2 separate regions of the Mus musculus genome follow, and region 2 is linked to region 1. Evidence: chromatin contacts called from public Hi-C data. All regions are on one chromosome and are shown on one strand. Each heading gives the region's core, a stretch centred on a gene start, on an enhancer-like site or on the middle of the called end of the contact. The rest is flanking DNA. Distances are from core to core; before and after follow the strand shown. Region 1 overlaps Arhgef10l (Rho guanine nucleotide exchange factor (GEF) 10-like). Region 2 holds the start of Arhgef10l (Rho guanine nucleotide exchange factor (GEF) 10-like).

Evidence for each region. Hi-C and Micro-C count contacts between places; a contact is called where the count stands out from the background.
Region 2: a Hi-C map of bone marrow-derived macrophages shows a contact between it and region 1, with 43 read pairs. The contact joins the promoter of Arhgef10l here to the enhancer-like site in region 1. A contact is called at or near these places in 1 of 15 datasets of contacts at CTCF or cohesin (embryonic stem cells), 7 of 484 Hi-C or Micro-C datasets (bone marrow-derived macrophages, embryonic stem cells, muscle stem cells and 1 more), 2 of 115 datasets of contacts at active chromatin or transcription factors (both in embryonic stem cells) and 4 of 9 other capture datasets (adipose tissue, liver, macrophages and 1 more).

Annotation. Positions count from the first base shown.
Region 1 is chr4:140,535,971-140,539,385 of GRCm38.p6, forward strand. It overlaps Arhgef10l (Rho guanine nucleotide exchange factor (GEF) 10-like), which reads right to left. Exons shown (of 29, transcript NM_001290803.1): 26 at 799-947. Among named protein-coding and RNA genes, the nearest start is that of Gm42335, 67 kb to the right of the region's middle. Within about 2 kb of position 1,696, at least 48 of the 459 cell types and tissues checked have an H3K27ac peak or open chromatin away from gene starts, as enhancers often do. A contact at or near this core is called in bone marrow-derived macrophages and muscle stem cells, where this site is marked.
Region 2 is chr4:140,664,170-140,667,584 of GRCm38.p6, forward strand. Arhgef10l (Rho guanine nucleotide exchange factor (GEF) 10-like) reads right to left here and starts at 1,718. Exons shown (of 29, transcript NM_001290803.1): 1 at 1,587-1,718.

The sequences.
Region 1 (3,415 bases), core at 446-2,945:
TCAGCCTGAAGGCGCTCATTGGCTAACAAGGACTAGCCACAAACTCATGTGGCTTCACTCACCTCTAGCCTTCAGGAAAAGTAGAGACATACAATAAGAAGAATGCAGGTCACATCTTCCAGGACTTCTAGTGCACGCGTGCACACACACACACACACACACACACACACACACACACACACACACACACATACACACACACCACCACCATCATCATCACCACCACTACCACCATCATCACCATCATCATCCACAGTACCCCCCACCTCAGTTTCCCCCTTTTCCAGTGAGGTTTGAGTCCTCCAGGCCCCTTCCCTGACTACCTACAAGCGAACAGCACCAAGCTCTGCCTAGCGCCTGAGCTATCAATCATCAGATTAGAGGTGCCCAAGGAGGAGAACCTAACGGAGACGAGAAAACAACCCTGCACGTGGGGGCATGCCAGAGGAGCCTGCCTGTCTGGGGACCTTTCCAGGCTCCCCTCTGGCTCTGGCGCCATATCTGATCAATCAATAACCTAAACGAATCAACAATGGCAAATGTCACCAAAATACCATTTGGGAAGCCACCGAAGCTCATACCAGCCACTAAGGATGGAACATAGGATGTAGCAAGGTGGGGCCGATGAGCTTAGTGGGCCCGTGAAGCCAGGCCCTCATCCCAGCAGAGACAACACAGCTTTGCCTACAACTGGACGAGACAGGACCCAGGGGCCTCAACACCTCTGTTTAAAGGGCAGAGGTCACAGATGGGTGTGTCTCCACCCAGCAGTGACAGACGAGGCCTGGGTATGGGTACCTGAGTTTGCAAAGTGGCGGCATCTAGTACAGTGACCCTCGGCCCGCAGCTGGCCCATGCAGCATCTTCCAGGCTCAGCAGTGTTCGAATCGGCCCTGGGCCCACAGTTATGCACATGGGAGGGCTCTCCAGGTCCCAGGGAATGTCACCTATGGGAAAGAAGGGCACAGGTCAGTGGCTGGCCCCATACACCCTTCCCCATGGTCTTTCACCCTCACTTCACTGGGGTGCCTGACATTATCCGTCCCCCCCCTCCCCCCGCATTGCTCCGGGACCACCCTGCATGTCTCTTCTTCCCACTTGGTGCTGAGAACAGGCAGGGGCAGGTGTAGGCTCTGCCCTCTGGGGAACTGCACTGGGTAGAGACAACAACAGCCAATCGCTATGAGCTGATATGCCAAGCACTGAGGGAAAAAATTAGACGTGGAGGACAGACACAGGAGCTTCTGGGAGAGGCAACGTCCACGTTAGTACCTGCCAGGAGGCAAAGGATCGCAGAGTCCTGGGACTTGTGACCAGCATGGCCTTGATTCTAAGGACACGCCTGCCTAAGCTTCTCAGAGTCTTAGTGTCCCCATCTGGATGGGGAGGGACTTTGCCAAGACCACAACTCATCTGAAAAGCGTGACGATTTCCTTCAAACCCGAGACCTTTTCCCTCCACAGATGCTACCAGATACAGGGGGGCTGGAGGGGAGGGGAGAGGCCCTGAGAGCGTGCAGCCCCCATTGCTGATGCTAGAGACCAAGAGTCCCTCCCCCACCCCACCCCAACCACACCCAGCTCACTGAGAACCACTGCCTGGTAAACACAGCGGCTGGACAGGGCCTTCATCCCAAGTCGTGCCACGCCCCAGTGGCTGCTCTAGGTTGTCAGAGTGCTGGGCAGGAAGGAGGTTTAAGGGGAGCTGAGACCCAGAGAAAGGCCTGGAGGGCAGGGATAAGACGCCCTATGACTCAGCCTTCCTAATGCTGCACCTCTTTAATAAAGTTCCTCATGCTGAAATGACCTTCCCAGCCACAAAACCATCTTCCCTGCTACTCCATAACTGTAATTTTGTTACTGTTATGAGTCATATTGTAGATATGCAGGACATCTGGTATGTGACCCCTGCAAAAGGGTCATTTGACTCCCCAAAGGGGTGGTGACCCACAGTTGAGAAATGCTGCCTTAGAGCAATGGGCACAGTAACTGGGGCCAAGGAGAAAAGAGAGAATTAGCTGCTGGGTGCCCCGAACCCCCTCATCCTCCTGTAGGTCCCCAGGAGGAAAACAAAGCACTCGCCACAGGCATGCCCTCCTCTGTCCCGCTGCCGTGCCCGCTGCCGTGTGGCAAGTGTGAGAACGGCTGTCCCCAGAGATGTAGGAGACCAGGTTATACGGGGAAGCCACCAAACTCCTCGCCTTGTCCTCTGGCCACATGTGTTCAGCATGTCCTCCAACTCTAGGCTCCCCCTGAATGTTGCTTCTATAATCCCAGCCTAGCTAATAAATTAAAAACTGGGGGCCTGGAGAGATGGCTCAGTGGTTAAGAGCACTGACTGCTCTTCCAGAGGTCCTGAGTTCAATTCCCAGCAAACACAACCATCTGTAATGGGATCTGATGTCCTCTTCTGGTGTGTCTGAAGACAGCCTCAGTGTACTCACATACATAAAATAAATAATTCTTTAAAAAAAAAAAACTGAGCCAGGCGTGGTGGCGCATACCTTTAATCCCAGCACTCAGGAGGCAGAGGCAGGTGGATTTCTGAGTTCAAGGCCAGCATGGTCTACAGAGTGAGTTCCAGGACAGCCAGGCTACACAGAGAAACCCTGTCTTGAAAAACAAAAAAACAAAAAAACAAAAAAAACAAAAACTTGGGAACCCCCTCCGCAATACACAATACCACTCTTTCCAGCTCAGAATGTAAACATATACAGAGCAAGCTACCCAGGCCAGAGCAGTCTGTGGCTCTGAACTTCCATGTCCATTTGCACAGGGACTTGACCTCTTTGAGCCTCTGTTTCCTCGTCTCTAAAATGGGTATGACGACCATGCACACCCCGCCCCAGAATGCTGTAAGGAGCCAAGGGCGTGTATATGCTGACCCAACACAGCATGGGGCACCAGTAAAAAGTGCCACTGGTCAACACTGAGTCCCCTCCGAGTCTGTGCCTGTCGCTCTGCCCATGAACGAATTCTTTAACTCCCACAAGCCTGCACGGCAGATACTGTCATTAGCCCTGACTTATAACTAACATACTGTCAGTTCAATTACCCAAGTCACAGCTACACAGCCATCCCTGCTTGCTGGCTCCCGATAGTCTACAGAAGCCAAAGCTGGCACCATTTAATTAAAGGTGACAACAGAGGCCCAGAGTAGTAAACCTGAGCGAGTCCTCCAAGGAGTGCCCAGCTGGGTGAAGCAGTATTTAAACCCAGAACTAGGTCTGGCCTGGCCGCATCCGTGCCCTGCTACCAGTTCTCCTCTGGGACTGGTGTAGGTGACGAGCAGGCAGCAGGGCCTCCGTAGAAATGGGACCCTGGACCAGAACACCCTACCCTATTCAGGGAAATGCAAGGCTTTTGAGCGCCCCCTAGTGACAGGAGTTGAGGCGTGTCTGTGGCCGGCGGCCAGA
Region 2 (3,415 bases), core at 468-2,967, 130 kb after region 1:
CCTCTGGGAGATGGGACTGTCAGCAGAGCTCTGTGTGGCTTATGCTCTGCGCATGGCGGTGCCCAGGAAGTGGATTCTCGGTCACAGAAGTGTGGCAGCCATTATAGCACCGTCACGAGGATTTCAGAACAGCAGACTCCTCTTGTGATCTCCTCCCGATGACTGTCCTCTACACTGAGTGGGGACGTCTTTCTTCTTGATGACAGGGATACAGAAGGGCCACCTTCTCAAACCCCCAAAGTCCTCAGCTCTTGGGGGACAGAGGCAGGTGGGTGGAGGCCACAAGCTGGGCCTCAGTGTACGAGGCAACCCCACCTCTGTCACTTCTACCAGACTCTCCAGGGTCCTCCAGACCAAAACCTGTAGAGATGAGGAGGTCTTCTCCCAGGGAAAGGAGAGACCCTTGAATCCTTGCTGTCTCATAGCCATGTGGCCTCAGGCAGGATGCCTGACCTCGATAGGCCTTGGTCCCATAACTACAGGGTCAGTCACCACCACGGGGGTGGTTGTTCCCGCCCTGTCCAGTTAGCCAGGCTGTTGTGAGTGCCCTAGGGGGCCAGTAACATAGATAACTTTGTAAACTGTCAAGTACCTTGGTGAGACGCTGCCTCATTGATCACCAGAGTCCCTCCACAGAAAGCAAGAGGAGGCGGGGGACATGGTAATAATGGGAAAGAAGAAGCTGACTTAGGATCGAGGCTCCTCTTGTCCTCTGCCACGCCCACCCTGCCTCCTCCTTAAACCCCAGCTCCCCTTTTCTCCATCCATGAGAGGGGCTACTTCGCCCCTCTAGGCCTGTGATCAGAATAGCACGGACTCATTGGGGTTACTGAAAGATTAAGCTCGTCACACAGGCACTGCACTGTGCTAGCCAAATGAAAGCATGAAACGGGGACCCAGTTGAGTTCATTATGTTATCATTGGCCAGATGTTGACCAAACAATGAAATAGATCCTTTGAAACCAGTGAGCCGTCCATCACCAGAGGCAGTCAAGCTATGGCTAAAAAGCAACCTGTCAGAGACGCAGGGCAAGGCTGCCTAGTGACCTTTAAAATGCCACCCAACCACAAACGGGTACAATCTCTGCCAAGGAAGCTGTATAAACTGTAGTCCCTCCCTTTAGATGGGAAAGGCAGGGATGGGAAGGGACAGGACTGGCAGAGGAGGCCACCAGGGTATGAACACGGGAGAAACAAGCAGGCAGCCATGGAGCAGCAAGGAAGACCGAGAGTGGATCACTAGTGTCCAGCCACTGTGCCACCTCAGCATTCTCCGGGGGTTCGGAGCCTCAATTTTCCAACTATAACGATATTCTGAAGCCACAGAAAGCCTTCTCAACCTCCGTAAGCCTAAAAATAGGGTAGGGAACTCCCACCACACACCTGTGCTCCTGGATCCTTCCATGTCCCTCCTCCCACATCGTCCTCGTTAGCCCCCAAGCCTCCTTGTCATCTCAGGGAGAGCCGGGAACCCCAGAGCCCAAAGGTGTCAACGCAGGAGACCCTCACTACCTCCATCACATTCAAAGAACCTCTTCCAACTCTGCAAAGAACGAAGAGGGCTTAACTGGGAGAGACTGACCGACCTGGATTGCGCACAGTCCAACTGTGGTCCTCAGGGGAGAAGATGCCAGTGACCGGGGCAGGCGCCACCAGCGGGCAAGCATCTGGTGGGGAAGCTGCTGGTGGACTGAGCAGGAGCCTCAGGTCTGACACACTCGGGCTCCTGAGCCAGGCTTGGCTGGGCTTGCTGACAACCCAGCTGTATGAGTCATTAACCCGCCAGACCTGCTGGGCCGGTGCATTGGACACGGAGGCGGGCAGAGGGTGAAGGCGGAAGACTGGAGGACTGGAGGGGGCCCTGGCCTCTACCACCAGGAAGGGTTAGGCTGAGTCAGTCCCAACCTGGCTGGGCATATATCCCTCAGCCCAGCCCGGGAGGCCCAGGGAGTTAGCCAGGGTAGAAAGGAGAAAAAAAAAAAAAAAAAAAAAAAACAAAGATGGGTTTTCAAGGAGTGCTGAGCCCAGGGGATCTGCTGTCCCCTGGTAGGATGGGGCTCAAGACAGGACTCCGGGATGGGTGGGGCCCTATATGATCTAGATCCTTTAACCAGGTAAGATGGGAAGGGCCAGGAGGAAAGATCTTCTCCAGGACAGCTAAGTGACAGCTGTGTGGCCTCAGACAAGCGGTCTGGTCTCTCTGAGTCTCAGTTATCTGCTTGTTAAACTGCAGGCATAATAATAGTAATAATAATAGCCTCTGAATGATAGCACTAGGAACAGGGTCACCACCACGGGCTTCTGGCTCCTAGGGACAGCAGCTCAGGTCACAGAGTGTGTCTTTGGTGATGCAGGATAGGGGAATGGCTTTGCCAAAGTCATCTTCCTCGCTGTCGGTGTGGATGAGCACAGATTTGACCAACATCTCGCTTGCTCGTCAAGAACACAGGCATCTGAACATCAGGAAAGTCCATTGATCACAGTTGCTCCGCCTACTCCTTGAGCCCCAGGAAAGCCCAGCTGGAGACACAAAGGTAGCCCCACCCTCTCGCACCAAATCCATGCAGATCCATGGCGGTGAGCATGACTGAGCTCATAGTAAAAGACCAAAGCAGTTCTGTGCCCTCCACCGAGACTCCAGAGCCTGAGGTGTTAGATCAGGGACAGGCAACTGCAATCCTAGGGCTACATCTGGCCTGCCCTTGCTTGCCTAAAATAAATATACATGTATCTGAATGTGATCACTTATCATCGCAGCCTTGGGGATACTGAGGCAGGAAGATCTCTGGGAGTCAGAAGCCAGCCCTAGGCTGCATGGTAAGTTCCACTTGTGGAGACGCTGTCACTAAAACGCAAAGCGAACAGAAAAACATGCATTTGATCCTCCTCCTCTCTTTCCAGGGGTTCTGTAGACACCGAAGCCTAGCTGAGTCCTGACAGAGACTGCAGTTCCCAGTAGCCCCAGGGAGTTACACTGGCCTGTTAGGAAGAAAACCTGACAATGGTGACTCTGATGTTGGTGATGATAGTGGTAGTGGTGATGATGGTGATGATGGTGATAGTGGTGATGATGCTGATAGTGGTGATGGTGGTGATGATGATGGTGATGATGATGATGGTGATAGTGGTGATGATGGTGATGATGATGGTGGTGGTGATGATGATGGTGATAGTGGTGATGATGGTGATAGTGGTGATGATGGTGATGATGATGATGGTGATAGTGGTGATGATGGTGATGATGCTTATTTTCTGGGTTACTGGGATCCACACATTCCACACACAGAAAGCCTCTCCAAGCACAATTTTGCTCACACCTTACACCCTGGGTTCTCCTTTTTCTGTAGAGAGGCTCCTGAGAAAATAACTTACTCCAAGTCTCACAATGGACATTTTGAATTAAAAAAAAAAAATC